Regions from separate parts of the Mus musculus genome. Here region 1 is linked to region 2. Evidence: chromatin contacts called from public HiChIP or PLAC-seq data. All regions are on one chromosome and are shown on one strand. The core of a region is the stretch at or near the end of the contact, and the rest is flanking DNA. Distances in the headings are between cores, read along the strand shown. Region 1 holds the start of Nnmt (nicotinamide N-methyltransferase). Region 2 has its middle 20 kb from the start of Gm51672.

What was found. HiChIP or PLAC-seq counts read pairs in DNA pulled down with a chosen protein or histone mark.
Region 1: a contact with region 2 is called in an H3K27ac HiChIP or PLAC-seq map of embryonic stem cells, with 3 times the contacts expected there. The contact joins the promoter of Nnmt here to the enhancer-like site in region 2. A contact is called at or near these places in 4 of 39 promoter capture datasets (embryonic stem cells, hematopoietic stem and progenitor cells, neutrophils and 1 more), 1 of 484 Hi-C or Micro-C datasets (embryonic stem cells), 3 of 115 datasets of contacts at active chromatin or transcription factors (all in embryonic stem cells) and 2 of 9 other capture datasets (embryonic stem cells and macrophages).

What each region holds. Positions count from the first base shown.
Region 1 is chr9:48,603,499-48,606,635 of GRCm38.p6, reverse strand. It overlaps Nnmt (nicotinamide N-methyltransferase), which reads left to right and starts at 1,513. Exons shown (of 3, transcript NM_010924.3): 1 at 1,513-1,831; 2 at 3,075-3,137. The coding sequence starts at 1,678.
Region 2 is chr9:48,302,433-48,305,650 of GRCm38.p6, reverse strand. It overlaps a transcript of Nxpe4 not described here. Among named protein-coding and RNA genes, the nearest start is that of Gm51672, 20 kb to the right of the region's middle. Within about 2 kb of position 1,915, at least 9 of the 459 cell types and tissues checked have an H3K27ac peak or open chromatin away from gene starts, as enhancers often do. A contact at or near this core is called in embryonic stem cells, where this site is marked.

The DNA.
Region 1 (3,137 bases), core at 264-2,763, 300 kb before region 2:
GCTACCTGGCTTTTGTTGTTGTCCTTATTCACTTTTGTTTTATCAACCCATTAGATTTCCTGTAATTTGTTTTAATTATAATATCAACCAAAAAATTATTTTTTTGAGACGGGGTCTAACTATGTAACTGTGGGCACCTTCCATTCCCAACCTTAGTGGAGATTCTCTGGGTGAGTTTTTATGCCTTGTAACCAAAGAGCTCTTGCTTAATCATGACCCGTGGGATGCCAGGAACTTACTGCTTTCGCATTTGGTGCAACATCTCCGGCTGGTTAATCAAACACTATTTTGAGCAACAACTCTGTGAAGCAACTCAGGGCGTAGAGCAGGGAAAACAGACTCAAGGCACAGCCCCTCGTCTACTGGTCAGCGCATCACCTCCATAATAGCTGTGAGAAAAATAACTGACAGGCAAATCCAGGAACAAATATATGCTGGCACAAGAATGAAGGGTTTGGCTGGGCAGGGTGAATTCTAATTGGCAGTTGTGAGCCCAGGAATGGAAACGGGAGGAACTCTGTAAGGAAATTGAGGTTTCTTGGAGCTTACTTTGAAAGAACTGTCAGGGTTTGAATTCAGTGGCAGTGGCAGTGGCAGGAAACTTGGGGGAGTGCAGAGCAGGGGCAGAGGTGGGAGCAAGGCACAGCTGCATTGGGTGGGCCTTGAACTTGCTATGTATGGAGCCAAGGCTGAGCCTGAAGTTCTGACTCCTAGTGCTAAGTGCTGGAACTACATGCAGGCAGCACCATGGCAGATTTGTGCAGTGCTGGTGAGCAAGCCTCGGGCCAAACGCATGGCGGGCAAGCATTCTACCAACTGAGTTATGTTTTCAGCCCTTAACCATGTTTTTGATTGATTAATCTGATGTTCAGACTTTTTTTTTTATAGAACCTTTTGATTATACTTTGGCAGTTTCGTACATTCTCACTGTGCATCACGAGTATACCCATCCCCGGCTATCTCTTACACTATCACACATCCTCCCTCCTTCTACATTCACGACCCCTCACAGCTTTAGAACTCATTGAGTCCTAGTGGTGCTGGCATGTTGGCATGTGAGCTTGGCCTTGTGCAAGTAACCATGACTGCAGTGTGCTCAAGAGGGTAGCCACCATACTGTATCTAGGAAGACAATGTCCATGTTTTAAAAATTAATCTTTCCAGACTCCATCCGAGATTATTTTTCTCTAGCCAACATTCCTTAGCCATGAGCTCGTTTCCTTACCCCACATTCCCTTTTCTTTTTTTTTGTTTGTTCAAACTGAAACCATTCGGTGGGACTCTTCCCTGACCCTCCAGGGAGAATCCTTGCAAGAACAAGCAGACTACTGGATTGTTTGGAGATGACCCGTCTCTCTGGACTCAGGGCTTCTGCAGGTTTGCCTCTGACCTGCACCACTGGTCAGAGGGCTGCATGGAGTTCATGGTCCTCCCCCTGCCACTCCCCTCTTCTCCTAAGCTCCCTTCTCCAGGAATTTCATCACTTCCTGGAATAGCCTGAACGTCTGCAGTCTATTTCACTGTCAGTATTTAGCAAACATCTGTCTCTAAGGGATGGGCCGAGCTGGAGGAAGATTGGCAGCTCTAAGACTCCAAAAGCCAACTTCACAGGGTGACTCCCTGCTTCTGGAGGAGGGGACAGGAGAGCATCAGGCTGGTGCACGGAGCTGAGACACGATGGAATCTGGCTTCACCTCCAAGGACACTTATCTAAGTCATTTTAATCCTCGGGATTACTTGGAAAAATATTACAGCTTTGGGTCCAGACACTGTGCAGAAAACGAGATCCTCAGACATCTGCTGAAAAATCTTTTTAAGATATTCTGCCTGGGTAAGTTTGTCTGTCTAAATATGAGTAACATTGTGTCTTGGGGGACGACTGGACTTGTGTCCACTATTAGACAGTCTCTTGGAATCACTTATTTGTTCAATGAAAATAAAAGTTAATGTTGGCTTAGCTATTTTACAGTTTACAAAGTTATTTTATGTCCATTGTCTTTTGTATGGTTGTGAAAATGGAGGCCAGTGGGCCTGAGTGCTGTCCTTGTAGCTACAGTGACTTTTCTAGGTGACTTGAAGGAGCCATTTCACCTCATCTCACAGTTTAGAGATTCTAAGAGAGTTGGGTGTGTGTGTGGGGGGGGGTCACAGGACTCAAGAAAGGAAGATTGGCAGCTCTAAGACTCCAAAAGCTAACTTCACAGGGTGACTCCCTGCTTCTGGAGGAGGGGCCAGGAGAGCATTGGGCTGGTACACGGAGCTGAGACATGATGGAATTTGGCTCATCATCTCCATGAGGACAGCCTGGACTACAGAGTGATTTTTCAGGCTAGCCTGGTCTAAAGAATGAGATCTTGTCCAAAAAAAGAAAGAAAGAAAGAGAGAGAGAGAGAGAGAGAGAGAGAGAGAGAGAGAGAGGGAGGGAGGGAGGGAGGGAGGGAGGGAGGGAGGAAGGAAGGAAGGAAGGAAGGAAGGAAGGAAGGAAGGAAGGAAGGAAGGAAGGAAAGAAGTAAGAAAGGAAAGTTTAATTCTACTCTTATTTGAAAGGAATGTTTGTTTACTCATGAAGTAAAGGACCCCCCAATATTAAGAACTGGGTGATTTGATTATTAATTAATCTCAGTGTTTTAAATTTTAATATATATACATCTAAGCATATGTGTACATGGTCTATGCAGGTACATGCATGGGGCCAGAAGAGGGCACCAGATGTATGCTTCCATCACTCTCTCCACCTATTCTTGTGGGGCAGCGTCCCCTCCTAAACCTGGGGCTTGTGTGTTGACTAGACTGGAAGCCAGAAAGCCTCAGAGAGCCTCTCCTCTCTGCTCCTCTCAGAGATGGGAGCATAGGTATTTGTGAGATGCCTGACTTGTTACACAGGTTCTGGGACCTGAATGCTGGCCCTCATCTCTGGACCATCACTCCAGGCCTTAAAATCAGTTGTTACACAACAACAACGACAACACCACCACCACCACAACAAAAATGGCACAATCCCAGTAAAGACACTATAACTTCAGCTCTGCCTGTTCCCTTTTGATGCCTGATTCCCTGCCCCTCTTCTGTCCTAGGTGCTGTAAAAGGAGAACTCCTGATTGACATTGGCTCTGGCCCCACCATCTATCAGCTTCTCT
Region 2 (3,218 bases), core at 666-3,165:
TTGTGGATGGATAGTCAGGGAGTTTGAGGGGTCAAGGACAACACAAGAAGATCCCCAGAGTCAACTTAACCTGAGACCATGGGGGCTCACAGAAGCTGAACCACCAACCAAAGAGCATGCAGGGGTTGGACCTAGCTCCTCCCACATTTGTGGCAGCTCTGACCTTACTGGTCAAGGATGAAGATAAATTGACTCTGGGACAGAACTTGGTGAACACCCTAAAAAGTATGGTTCAGACCCCTGATTGATGGCTGACTAATGCTCACATGACTCATTACTAGACTCTGTTGTTCAACTCTGATAGAGTCATTTTTGACCCCCTCAAGTCTGAACTCAGCTACTCTGCTCCCAGACCCAGACTGTCAGCAAGTTCTTGCTGAAACATAGGTGACATGGAGATCTGACTGACCAGCCACTAGAGGGTATAGATGTTCACAGACTGGAACAGCTATCTAGAAGAAGAAAGAAAACATGCTGGAGCAGCTGTGGTAGCTGGATAGGCTCTGCCAAAGGACACATCAGCTCAAAAGACTCAACATCTACACGGATAGCAGGTACACTTTTGCCACAGTCCACGTCCATGGGGCCATATATCAACAGAGGAGTCTACTGACATCTGGAGGAAAAAGAATTTAAGAACAAAGAAGAAATACTGGCTCTACTGAGGCTCTCCATGACCCTGCCAAGGTAAACATCATCCACTGTCCTAGTCACCAGAAGAGAGATACCATGATAGCAAGGGACAACAACATGGCAGACCGAGAGGCACAACAATAGCAGCCATGGCCCTGCTGCTGCTCCTGGCAATGGAGCCCGAGTTTGTCTTCATAGCAGAGGACTTAGCCCTCATTTCTAGAGTTGGTGTCCACTGGGAAGTAGATTTTACTGGAAAAAAATATGAGTATAAATACATTCTGGCTTTTGTGGATATGTTCTTGAGATGGATAAAAACTTTTCCCTATAAAAATAAGACTGCTCGGATGGTCATCAAAAAGATTATTAAATTTTCTTTTCAAGGTTTAGAGTGTCAAAAACAATAGGGTCAGATAATGAGCCTGCCTTTGTTGCCCAGGTAAGTCAGGGTGTGGCCAAGTATTTAGAGGTCAAATAAAAATTAATTATATTGTGTATACAGAACTCAGAGCTCAGGACAGATAGAAAAGATAAATAGAACCCTAAAAGAGACCTTGACAAAATAAACCATGGAGACTGGCACAAACTGGGTACTCCTTCCCCTTGCTCTATTTAGAACCAGAAATACTCCCTCTTGATTCAGTCTTACTTTTTTGAGATCCTTTATGGGGCTCCCATGCCCATCACTATCTTAAATGATGTGTTTAAACCCACATGTTGTAATAATGATCTGTATGCTAAGTTAAAAGACTTGCAGGTGGTGCAGAAGGACAACTGGCAACAGCAAATGAGCTGGGTACCCCAAAGATCTCAGATTGGAGATCTGATCTACGTGCACCTGCATCATGCCCAGACCCTCATACATTGCTGGAAGGGTCCCTGCCTAGTCCTGTTTACTATCCCTTCTTATCCTGTTTTTGTTCTTAACCTTTGGCCCATGTAGCCTTAATTGCTTGAGTACAGTACAAGTTTTGATGCTCAGACAACAATATCAATAACTGTAACAAAGTGAGATATCATTTCAGGATTGAAATGGACTATAGAGCATAAATAAATTTTATGCCTCAGTCCAGTTTTTTTTTTTTTAATATTAACAACAGGGAGGAAATTGTAACCTTCCCCCAGCCTGAAGCAGGCTGAGCCAGACCTTGACCTTGCTGCCACTAAGGAGATTACCTAGGGTGGAGCCTTCCTCCCTAGATCACTCTATTGTTCAGCCACTGCCGCTGTTCCCCTCCAAGTTACTGCCACCTGCTGTGAGGCCGCTTAGCTATTCTGGAGACTACACCCTATCCTGCACAGCTGGTTCCAGGCTCCAAGAATGAATTGGCGGGAATGGGCCTCCCCCTGCCCTTTATAAGCTAAGCGCATTTGCCATTAAACACTTGAGCCTTGATCAGGAACCTTGTCTTGGCTCCATTTTTCTCTCGACTGCCTAGTTTCCCCTCTCTTTTTAGCCCCAGCTTGCCTCCCAGGTGTACCTGTTTCTTGTGAGCCGCAGGCCGGCTTTCAACAGAAATGTACCAAGGAAAAAGGGGGAATGTAATATCCAAAATGAATTCAAGACCACTCAGTACCTTCCCCCTTCGAAAAGGACTTTCCAGAGACTTTGCAGGCCAAGTGCAGAACCAGATACGAAAGCTGGCTGACTAAACAAATACAGAAACATAGGGGTTTTGGTTGTTTGTTTGTTTGGTTGGTTTGGTTTTTCGAGACAGGGTTTCTCTGTATAGCCCTGGCTGTCCTGGAACTCACTTTGTAGACCAGGCTGGCCTTGAACTCAGAAATCCGCCAGCCTCTGCCTCCCGAGTGCTGGGATTAAAGGTGTGCTCCACCATGCCCAGCTTAGAAACATAGTTTTAACGGTCAAAATTACTAAGCTTCCAAAACAAGATTAACAATTTCCTTGCCCCACCTCACACTAAAAACCTCAAGGACAGACAAAATGAGAGTCACCCTATGCAAACCAACCAATGTCTAAAAAGGTTATTAGCTACACCAATTAAAATAAGCCAAACTACCCTGGTGCCTATATCTAGCCCTTACAAAGGTATAAAAAGTGTCCTTTCTTTGTTCTGGGCCTCTTCTCTGGGCTTCGTGCTGAGAGGGGGTTCCCCAACATGTTGGATAAGTAAAATCCTCATGTGTTTTGCAAGATGATGGTCTCTGTGGTCTTTGTGTGAGTGAGGGTGTTTTGACAGGCTACAACAATGCCTTGCTTTAACATATCAGATGCAGCACAGTGAACTCTTCCTATTCTTTAATTAATTAGTAGATTAACATTGTGGTGGTTTGGATGAGAATTCCCCCATAGACTCATCTATTTGAATATTTGGTGCCCAGTTGATGGAACTGTTTGGGAAGGGTTAGGGGATGTGGCCTTGCTGGAGAGAGTGTGTCACTGGAGGTGGACTTTGAGGATTCAAAGACCCAGGCCATTTCCATTTAGCTTTCTCAGTATTTGGCACATACTTGTGAATCAGTTGCAAGCTCTCTGCTACTTCACCTCCTCTCTCTCCACTATAATAATCATGGGCTCTAATCCTCTGGAAGTGTAAGCCCTCAAGTTAAATGGTTTCTTCTAT